3 separate regions of the Mus musculus genome follow, and all the other regions are linked to region 2. Evidence: chromatin contacts called from public HiChIP or PLAC-seq and Micro-C data. All regions are on one chromosome and are shown on one strand. The core of a region is the stretch at or near the end of the contact, and the rest is flanking DNA. Distances in the headings are between cores, read along the strand shown.

Region 1 (3,564 bases), core at 440-2,939, 240 kb before region 2:
CATATACGGCTGTGGAGCTTCTAGTAGGAAGCAAATACCCAGACACTAAGTGCTTGAATCTGCCTAGAGTAACCACCTTCAGCCCAGGAAACTAATCAAGGCTGGAACACATGTGAACTGGCAAGCCCTAGGTTTGAAGGATAAGTGGGAAAGAGTGTCATCCTAGAGTCTGTTGGGGGAAGAATGGATAAAAGAAAGAGTGAGTGAAAGGCAGGTCTGGACCAGATGACCTGGTTTCCTGAGGAACCAGTGAGGTAGGGGGAGGACCAATCATTGTTTGAGTTATTGATGCAAATGGGACACCCAATGCAGTGGTGTTTGGAGGGTGGGAAGGAAGGTGCATTTGGAGTCTCCCTGTGCAAGACAAGAGATAGTGTATTCACTGGGGAGATAACTCTCTTTGTAGAGAGAAGGCTTGAGTCTCAGTGTCCTTACAGAGAGGTAAGGCTTCTCTTACCCAAGAGAGTCATCCCTTCATGTGCAGCAGACATAGCTCCCAGCAGCTAGAAACACCTGCATCCTTTGGTTCCTCCAAATCTCTGTTCATTCCAAGGCCAGGCTACAGAACGAGCTTCCTAATGAAAGAGGAGGAGGATGGAGTTCATGGACACTCTGGTTGGATCTTCACCTTCGATTCTGTGTGGCAACCTGGCTTCAGGGTGGCATTCCATGGTGCCCACTTGTGCCGTGGCTTGATGCTGCACGAACCAGCTAGAAAAACCTGGCAAGCATGGGTCTCAAGTGGTGAATAATTTCGAGATCTGACATCTCTGAGCACGGGTTCTCCCTTTAGCCTTCTGAGGCCCGCACTGCTTGAGGAACATCACAGCAGAGAGGCAGAGGTTGAGAGGAGTGTGGGAAGGAAGACGCCCTCCTCTGACTATCTGACTATACTTCTCATACCACCCCAAGATGGACCCTGCACACCCCAGGCTGCAGCAAGCCATCAACATGACAGGGATTCAGGGGCCTGACTTGGTCTTCCCACGTGTGCTCAAGCTGTTTCCCCTGCCTGGGGAGTGAGGAGGGGGGGTGCGGGGGGGGGGGGGGACTGGAGACTTTCACACCTCCTTCCTCTGTCGCTCCGATACCTTCCACATGTGGGACACAAGGGAGGCCAAAACCTTTTCCTTCTTTGACTGGGCTGATTGATTTCACATGCCCACTCCATGTGTGTCTGGGCTGCCGGAGGATCTGACACGCCCATCACCCATCTGCTCACGCTTAGAGAGGGCAGAGACCTGGAAGCCACACATGGCAGAGGTCTGCCTCTCCACTCCCTGGCAGGAAATACCCTATACTGCAAGCTTTCTTCTAGTTGAGCATATAACCGTGAAGTGGGGCCTCTGCCTAAAGAGCTTCATATAATGCTGGGCAGGTTGTGTAAGCCCATTAAGCCTCACTTTCCTTAGCTGTGCAATGGGGCTAATGCCAAGATGTGTATACAAATGGATCGGGATGATTCTGGTAACTGCCTCAGGCATCAGGCTTCACACTGGCTAGCCATCCGTTTCTCCACAGAGAATTCTGTCTGCCATTGTATTCTTCTCCCACATCTGCTCCTAGATATGCACCCACTGAATTCCTTACTGCACACCTAGAGAGGAAGACAGACAAGGAGAGGGGGCCACAGGGTCCCTGTGTTCATTTGTCTGAGACCAACCTGCACGGTTTCCAGTAGCTCTCCCTCCACCACCACCACCACACTGCTTCCTGTCAGATGTCTGCTGCATGTTGCCTTCCCCCACCACCCAGGCAGCCCCATCCTGAGTTGATTTAGGGAAGGTCTTTCATGTGGCCCCCTGGATCTCTAAACCCTTCCTGGAGCAGATTTATTCATCTCTGTTCCCGTGCCTCTTTTAACTTGGTGCTTGATTTTGATTTGTTTCCTGGATTTCCCAGCTGAGCCCAGAGATGGGGATGAAAACTTCCATTGGTGGCAGCCACGAATGTCATAAAGGAGTCAGCCGCAGCATGTTTATGGAGGACAGCTGGTCCCCAAAGCAGGGAGAATGGGGTGCAGAGTGGAACATTCACCTGGCACGGAGTTGTACTACTGTATGTGTAGCGCTCTCTCTCTCTCTCTCTCTCTCTCTCTCTCTCTCTCTCTCCCTCTCCCTTTCCTTTTGCTGATTATTAGAAGGACTCATAGCCCTGATAATTTGGAAGACTGCCTATTATTGTGATGCATTACTCCACTTGCTTATTTGCCGTAATAGATGAAGTATCTATCAAACTAATCATAAACGTGGCAATAAGCAAGTGAACCTTGCCTTTCCCTTCCCTGGCCGCTCACTATGTCAATTTTTTGACAGGGCCGTTGTTTTTAATCTCAACTTCTAGTTATTGGCCCAGAAGTGACATTGCACATTTTTCAAGTTAACTGCACAGAAGGAATTAGTAAGGCCTATATAAACCACTGTGTGCTGCACACAGTAGCCCATCTACCTATAACAGTTGGGAAGCACTGATGAGATAGAAAACAGCTTCCAGAAGGGTCTCTGTGGTTCAGAGCTTCACAACCCCGCCCCACATCCACAAGTGTATGCGAGTGACGGTCTAGACAGTATGACTTTGCAAACCGTGTGGTCTCTGGCAAGTATTCTACTCTGATCTCACAATCCGAAAGCAATTTACTTGTGGCACTTGATGAGTGACCATGACTATGTACAAAAAAAAAATTATTTGTGGACACAGATAGTGGGAACCAGCATTCATCTATGGCCCATAGTCTGCTGACTGTTTTCTTAGAATAAAAGTTTGTTATGCAGGACGAGGACGGTAGCCCCGCTGACAGAATACTTGCCTAACATGAACAGAGCACTTAGCCCTGGGAGACAGGGCTGTCTGTCACATTGGTGCTTGGAAAGTAAAGGCACGAATCTCATCCTTGGAGACATAGTTTGAGGTCAGCACTGGCTCAATGAGACCCTATCAAAAACAAAAGCTTAGGAGGGCTCAGAATCGGGACTACCCAGCAGGAAGTGATGCTCACCCTTTAGTGTTTTAGCTTTGGGCATCCTGTGTGAAAACTTAGCTCCTTAAAATCACAAGGGTTCAAGTCTCCTGTCCAGAGCCTTTGCCATAGCAGCAAACTCCCACTGCAGGGAGAACACTGGCCTGTTTGTTTCCCCCAAGGTCTATGAGCCTCTGGAAGTAAGTAGCTTTGACCTCTTCCTCAAAGTCTAAAGCATAAACAGTGAGACCTCCTACATCCTGGATTTAAAAACTATTAACAGAAATGCTGAAAGGACTCAAACTGAAGTTGGGAGACATAACCCAAAGGAATGGGTCTCAACTGGGGGTGGTCTGGCCCCAAGTGACCACTTAGCAATGACTTTTATCTCTCACCCAAACTACTGAGCAATGTGGGCCAAATCTCCTCGGTAGTTAGACAGGCTCTCCCCGTATCACCTGCAAACATGGGCATGACAGGAAAGCCAAAGTAACCTATAAAAACCATTCTGCGAGTCCGTTAGACTTTACTGTAGAGACCACAGCTGCTGCTGAGCACCCTGCACCAGACAGCTCCCCTCTGGCCCCAGTGAAGAACTCTGCTGATGT
Region 2 (3,169 bases), core at 144-2,643:
TTGTGGTTGTTCTTCTTCGTCTTAGTCTACCAGGGAATCCCAGTTTATCAAGACACTAAATAACTGATTTTTAAAATGGTCTTCAGGAGTTGACGTGGTCCCGTCTTGAGCTACCACATGGAAATGTTTATTTTTCTTTTCAAAAGAATTAAAGACCTTACACATTGCCTTTACAAGCCACGAAAAATAATTTTTTCCTTTTAACAAAAATAATCACTGCCGTAGAGATTCCCCTTTACAAATGATTTTGGAAAGACCTCAGTGTGTTTCCCTGAGTGACAGCCAGGAGCCATGACAAAGGTCACGGTGGACAGGGAAGTTGAAAAATCAGACCTCTGGATTAATATCTGTCACCACCTATGCTGTCCCACAGAGGGACGGCTGCTTCAAGGAGCTCACCAGTCAGTAGATAGAATTTGCGGAGGGAAAGGAGATTTAAAGGCTGGGTTTAAGAGGAAGCTGGACTTGGAAACAGACCATCTTCCTTGCTGTATTTTCTATGGGCCCTGGCCCCTCTGTGTGCCAGCTCCTACCAAACACACAGAAGCAGTTTCTACCAACAGTCTTTACATTTACATGTGAATTAAGATTCCGGAATCTCTTTAGGGGTTAACCCTGCAGGACTTATCCTATTCCCTGCTGCCGCCACCACCCCCAGATAAAAATCGGATGATGTGAAGCCCTGTTCAGATCACTTGTAGAAGAGCATCTCCCGGAACCTTCCGGAATCTTGTTAAGTCCTCCGCTTTAATCTTCAGAATTATCAGGAGACTTACAATCATGAAGTCCCTTGAAAATTGATTAAAATTATGCTAATTAGTCCTCCCATCCTCCACCCCTCTTTCCACCTATAGACTGTTTATCTCAGCATAGAAGAAACACTTAATTTCACTGCCGAGAAACTGGGAAATCTGCTCCATACTACACAATATTTGCAGATACCGTCTACAAAGTTGTCTAGGTGACTTGCAGTAGATTTTATAATACTGTAATAAAAGAATTTGTTTAGCCCCTGGTACACCAGAGCACAAAAATATAAACATACCTTTATCAGGGAAGTTCAAAGACCATGGGTGCTGATGGAATATGCTTTCCAATAAATAAATAAATAAATAAATAAATAAATAAAATTCTGGCCGGAAGACCATGATCCCTAGCTATGTGTTAAATGTCATCTCAGATAAATTCTACGTTCCATTCCACAGCCTCTTTGAAACTCTGGAAGATTAGAGAATTTGCAGTAACTAAGTTGTTGCTTTAATTTCAACCTGTAAAATTGTTGGAAAATGCCAGTTTCAAACTAAGAATAGGCTAGCCAAGAACAGTGCTGGGAAGTCCTCAGAGCAGAGAAGACAGCTGACATTTGGCCCAACTTCCTGATACTTGAAGAACAGAGAAGTTCAACAAAATATGAGCTATCTTGGGCCAGCAAGTCCCTTCTTGTCTGTTTGGTCTGTACTAAATGTAAATGTTTCTCTTGCCTTACCTATTGTTTATAGCTTTTTACTGCAGACACTGCTTTGTATTTCTGTTTGAAGTTTGATTTCTTTTCATTATTTCTATATCATCTCTCAGTGACAAAAATCTATATCAAATTGGAAGACATCTTAGCTTTAAATAAAACAACAACAGTGCTAGTAACCTAGCCTAGGTGTGCTTGTCATTGTTTTAAGTACAGAGTTAAATGTCCCTGGATTTAATTTTGTCTCCTTCCCTTCTCCATCAAAACTCTTTGGAGATAAATCAAAAAGCCCAAGAAGTAGTAACCGAGCCACTGGATGCCCCCTTCCTGCTTCCTTTAGAAATGGGGGTGATGCAATTTAAACTCCTAATTTTTAGACTTTTGAATTCCAACATCAACAAGCTTTTCTTGGCCACCATGGTCCTCTTGTGCTGTAGACGAGGGGGCCTCATGGGTTTGACCTCTTGGTAATGAGGGATCCCTGGAACAACCATGGTAAACTGAGGCACGGTGGGGCACAGTGGGAATTCATGACTTGGCGTGCCTTTGGGCGCTCTGGAACAGGATTTATTCATTTTGGCCTCTTAGGAGATATGGGCCCCAACAGTCAGGCATTCAGACTGGAAGCCCGGATGTCGATTCAGTGCCCTCGGAGCCCAGTGGGTGTTGAGATGAACTGGAAAGGCCTAGGTCTCCACAGGGAGATGAAGGCAAGGAAGTGAAGCATTTTCACAGAGGGTATCTCATCCTTGTGAGCAAACTGTGCAGAGGGAAATGAAAACATTGATGAGAGAGATGGGGGGAAAAATAGACAGAAAACAGAATTTACAGGAGTAACATTTTGTAGGAATAGAAAGAAAAGATAATAATGATCAATTAACCGAGCAGGGGAATTTATTTCAATGATGTTCTTTGAAACAAAAGAGTTGTCTTATTACCACTCCTAATTAAAGGCATCAAACATTTGTGGTGGGATAGAAACATCTAATTACATATTGCTTGGAGAATAAGCGTTTTTAAAATCTCCTTTGTAGAAAACACGTCCAACAGTTGACATGAAAGGGTTAAAAGCAGAGGCAAGGGGCCGCAGGGTCCTTGTTTCACAAAGCAAGTGAGTGAAAACAGATAAAAATTAAAGAGATAGCAAGATACATACCCAGTCCTAGAGAGCAGAGTGTCCTAGTGATGTCCTAGGGGTCCCCTCTGTCCATTTCTCAGGGTAGCTGGGGCAATTTCCTGACATAGGTTCTTTAGAACGCAGGAGATAGAGCAGCCACAATGAATAAAATCGCCCAGATAGCCATCTGCAGGACATCGAACAGCGGGAAGGAGACATGACTAAGCACCCAGTAAGAATGGCGAGCAGAGAGACCAGACCTTGATACCAGATTAGCAGATCTGCGGCGGGGTTATTTCATACAGAATGAGAAATATCCCTCTGATAGATTGTGAAGCAGCCAGTGTACAAAAACTGAGAAAAACAAAGTGGCAGTAGAAGAAGAGATGTTTCTGCTGCCATCCCGGGAAAACCTGCCCGAGGATGACCACACAACTGAGATAAATAACAGACATCTCACCGAAGACTGACAGCATGTGTCTGGAATGGTTGGAACAAACTGAACTCTCGGGGCATGGCGATTTGAAATCCTGTGGTCGCTTTGAATATGGAACAAGGCAAACATAACCGATATCAAGTCAAAACTGGAA
Region 3 (3,367 bases), core at 710-3,209, 160 kb before region 2:
AGAGCCCAGTCCCCTGTGCCCACTGTGGGCGGTACCATGTTAGCCAGGTGGATGGATCTGTGCTGTACAAGAAACTTGTCACAAGACAGGAAGTAAGCTGGTATGCAGCCTTCCTCTGTGGTTCCTGCCTTGGCTCCTGCCTTTACTTCCATCAGCAATGGGCTGTGATTTGCAGATAGAAGCCAAAAATTCCTTTCCTTCACTAGTTGCGTTTGACCAGAACATTTTATCTCATCAGCAGAAAGCAAAGTAAAACAGCATTTGCCGTTAACTGTTGCCATGTTGTGGGTAATGAGTTTTTTCTTCCTCATTACTTTTAGTTTTCTATATAGTGTACTTAAAAGCAGAAAACTAATTAGCACGGCCTTTGAATGAACAAGTCACTCAGACTGCAGGAAATGGGTGTGTGTGTCCTTACTCGGATCAAGGGAGGAAAGAAAGCACTCAGATCTGAGTTCTGAACACGGATGTTCAGAACTTGGTGTTGGGTTAAAAGGGGATTTAGTAAAAGGAGCCAAAGTCCACGTGCTCTAAGAACGTCTTATGTTGCATGCCTGCGAGGGATGCATGTGAGAGTATGGTTGCTGGTATAGTCCGCTCCAGCTTCTCCAGCATGTACCCTGAGAGCCTGCCCAAGCTCCCGTGCTCACCCTTGGTTTAAGGCCGTTCAGCCGCCATTTTGACATTCTTCGTGAGTTTTGAACAAGGGACCCATTTTTTTACTTTATATAGGATGACGTGGTTTGACTGAATCCCTCAAGATCAGGTGTTGGGAAGTTAATCTCCAACAGTGCTGGGGAGGAGGACTTAGTAAGAGGACTTCAGTGGCCTTCATGAGCGGGCCTGACCTCCATGTGTGAGTGTGACCTCCATGCGTGGGCGTGGCCTCCGTGTGGGCGTGGCCTCCGTGTGTGGGCATGGCCTACATATGTGGGTTGGCCTCATTACCTCATGGGCTTTGTCTTCGGGAAATGGCCAATGTTGTTGACTAGGGTATACTTATTTCGATAGTGCACTGGCATAAAAGCATATTTGGCCTTTTCTACATCTATTTCTCTTGCCCTTCTGCCTCCCATTATTTCCATCCTTCATTAGCCCCAAGCCCTTCACCTGCATGTACCATTCTCTTGGACTTCCCAGCCTCCAGAACTCTGAGTCAAACGGGCACCTGTTGTTTATAAACTACCCAGTATGTTGCCCTTCACTGTAGCGGTAAAAATGTCTAGGACGTTCACAAATTGTAAAGGCTCAGCTAAGTATAGCTGGGTGGAGAAGTGTGTGAGGTCTTGGGCCTACATAAAGACCTGGAATGTTCTGTAGTAGGAATGAGAGGTACTGAGATGCTTGGGAGAGCAGGAAGTGTGTGGGAGTGAAGCCAAACACTGAAGAAGTGATGAGCAGAAACAAGGGCCATGGAGCCTGCTGCACACTGACCAAGAAGGAATAAGAGCATCTCACTATTAAGAAATGTGTAGCATGCTGGCCAGAAATGATAGTTAATAACGTAGATGAAGCTAAACTCTGAGTAAGGGTCTTCCTCGACGTTCATATACAATATCTGAGAACGTGCTCCCACTTTAGATAAAAATTGAATGAAACTAGCTGAAATGCCTATAAAAACAGAAAGAAAGAAAAAAACTAAGTTCCTTTTAAACAAGTCAGTTTGGCTGTAATGGTGGAAATACATTCCTTAGGAAGACACCAACATCATACCATTCAGTGGATCTCTCTGCCACAGAAGTCAGTGAAATGATCTATTTATCCAGAGTTAAATGTATCATAGGGATTTGTGTAAGACTTGGCTGGATGCCCCTCTCGGCTCATCGGGCTTTTTTCTGGAGGCTGACATAATAGGGTTTTTGAAGGAAGATGAGTGATCACAATTGGCTGTACTCACTCTATCTCAGTCAGTATGATTGGCTGATCTGAAGTTATAGCTGCATACTGCCTCCTCAGACTCTGTGGTGATGTCATCTTATCTCCCTGGGAGGAACTTGGGTCTCTGCCTGTTACTGAATTAATTAGTTCCCCTCTTAGTAAAGTACCAGGTTTCACACCAACTAATTGAAAAGCTAAACGTTCAAAGTCAAGGTCACCATCTTGAAAATTACTCAATCTATCTTTTTGGGTCAAAGCATATTTCTCTCATATTCCTTTATAATTACTACTAATATATATTTAAATCACATTAGCTAGTTTTTAATTATGAAAAACTGATATAGGACATGGATTTTTTTTTCCAGCCATTTGTGTGCTGATTAGCCTTTGCCAACTTGACACAAGCGAAGGCCATCTGGGAAGAGGGAACTTCAGCTGGAAAAAAAATGCCTCCATCAGATTGGCTGGGCTTGTAGGCAAGTTCCTGGACTACTTCCTTGATTATTAAGTGGTGCGGGAAGGCCCATCCCAGGGGACCAATCCCAGAAAGGGTGGTTCCACCCCTGGGCACGTGGTCCTGGATTGTATAAGAAAGTGGGCAGACCAAGCCAATAAGCCCCTTTCCTCCACGGCTTCTGTTTCCGCGGTGCCTGCTTCTAGGTTCCTGCCTTGAATTCCCGGCCTGCTTTGCTTTGATAGTTGACAGTGGTGTAGAAGTCTAAGCCAATTAACCCTTTCCTCCCCAAGCTGCTTTAGGTTAAGGTGTTTCATCCTAGCATCGAGAAAAAACGGATATAGTTTGTCTTTCTAAAGCTGTGCTGGCACCCCAGAAGCAATTTTAAATAGCTTAAGCCCTTATATCACTTTCAACCTTAGTTACTTTTAGAAACTGGACAACTTCCGACTTTATAGGCAAAAGTGGCAACTTAAGAAATGGGAAACCTCATTGGCTAATCAAGGGCCAGAGACGCCCCATGGTACCTCCCGAGAAGACGCTCTTGTTTGTGTCAGACACATCTTAAGGTGACTATTTTTATTCCAATCGCATCCTTACAAGTGTGTGATGTGTGCTCCAGCAGCGTGCAGGGCAAATCAGATTGAGCTCATCAACTCTACTGTCCGAGCTTAAGAGACCACAGGGAGGGACCGCTCAGCCTGGAACCAGGAAACGCGAATTTATCTAGGGTGCTGGGAGACAGTTAAAATTTTCTTAGAACTAAGAAAACAGATGGCCTCAAAGGTCACCCTCCAAAAATGAAATCGTTTATTAATTTATTGATAAAAAGGATTTACTTCACTTGGTTTTTCCATGCTCCCTTACTGCCTGCTCCGTTCCACAAGGTCAAAATGGTGGAAGCACATGCTCACAATTTTGTCGCCTTTTAACAGCAAGCAGTCTGGCTCTAGACCCTTTCTACTCCTTAAGAAGTCTGGAAAATGAAAAGGACTATTTACTCAGTTAACTTAAGCTCTCAGGAAAATAAGCCAG

The links. A called contact is a pair of places that touch in the nucleus more often than the background predicts. HiChIP or PLAC-seq counts read pairs in DNA pulled down with a chosen protein or histone mark.
Region 1: a contact with region 2 is called in a Micro-C map of the G1E-ER4 cell line. The contact joins two enhancer-like sites. A contact is called at or near these places in 3 of 15 datasets of contacts at CTCF or cohesin (CD8 T cells, the NIH/3T3 cell line and pro-B cells), 12 of 484 Hi-C or Micro-C datasets (the C2C12 cell line, the G1E-ER4 cell line, cranial neural crest and 7 more), 16 of 115 datasets of contacts at active chromatin or transcription factors (the 230-238 cell line, the NIH/3T3 cell line, the SCID.adh cell line and 11 more) and 3 of 9 other capture datasets (adipose tissue, embryonic stem cells and pancreatic islet).
Region 3: an H3K4me3 HiChIP or PLAC-seq map of bone marrow-derived macrophages shows a contact between it and region 2, with 2.1 times the contacts expected there. The contact joins two enhancer-like sites. A contact is called at or near these places in 1 of 39 promoter capture datasets (erythroid cells), 2 of 15 datasets of contacts at CTCF or cohesin (CD8 T cells and thymocytes), 11 of 484 Hi-C or Micro-C datasets (CD4 T cells, the HL-1 cell line, the MC3T3-E1 cell line and 8 more), 14 of 115 datasets of contacts at active chromatin or transcription factors (the 230-238 cell line, CD8 T cells, the SCID.adh cell line and 10 more) and 4 of 9 other capture datasets (adipose tissue, embryonic stem cells, liver and 1 more).

The regions. Positions count from the first base shown.
Region 1 is chr16:92,926,041-92,929,604 of GRCm38.p6, reverse strand. No RefSeq gene overlaps it. Among named protein-coding and RNA genes, the nearest start is that of Gm41499, 29 kb to the left of the region's middle. Within about 2 kb of position 1,689, at least 62 of the 459 cell types and tissues checked have an H3K27ac peak or open chromatin away from gene starts, as enhancers often do. A contact at or near this core is called in the G1E-ER4 cell line, where this site is marked.
Region 2 is chr16:92,690,550-92,693,718 of GRCm38.p6, reverse strand. All of the region lies in intron 3 of Runx1 (runt related transcription factor 1), which reads left to right. Among named protein-coding and RNA genes, the nearest start is that of Gm30281, 70 kb to the left of the region's middle. Within about 2 kb of position 1,393, at least 18 of the 459 cell types and tissues checked have an H3K27ac peak or open chromatin away from gene starts, as enhancers often do. A contact at or near this core is called in the G1E-ER4 cell line and bone marrow-derived macrophages, where this site is marked.
Region 3 is chr16:92,846,548-92,849,914 of GRCm38.p6, reverse strand. No RefSeq gene overlaps it. Among named protein-coding and RNA genes, the nearest start is that of Runx1, 22 kb to the right of the region's middle. Within about 2 kb of position 1,959, at least 14 of the 459 cell types and tissues checked have an H3K27ac peak or open chromatin away from gene starts, as enhancers often do. A contact at or near this core is called in bone marrow-derived macrophages, where this site is marked.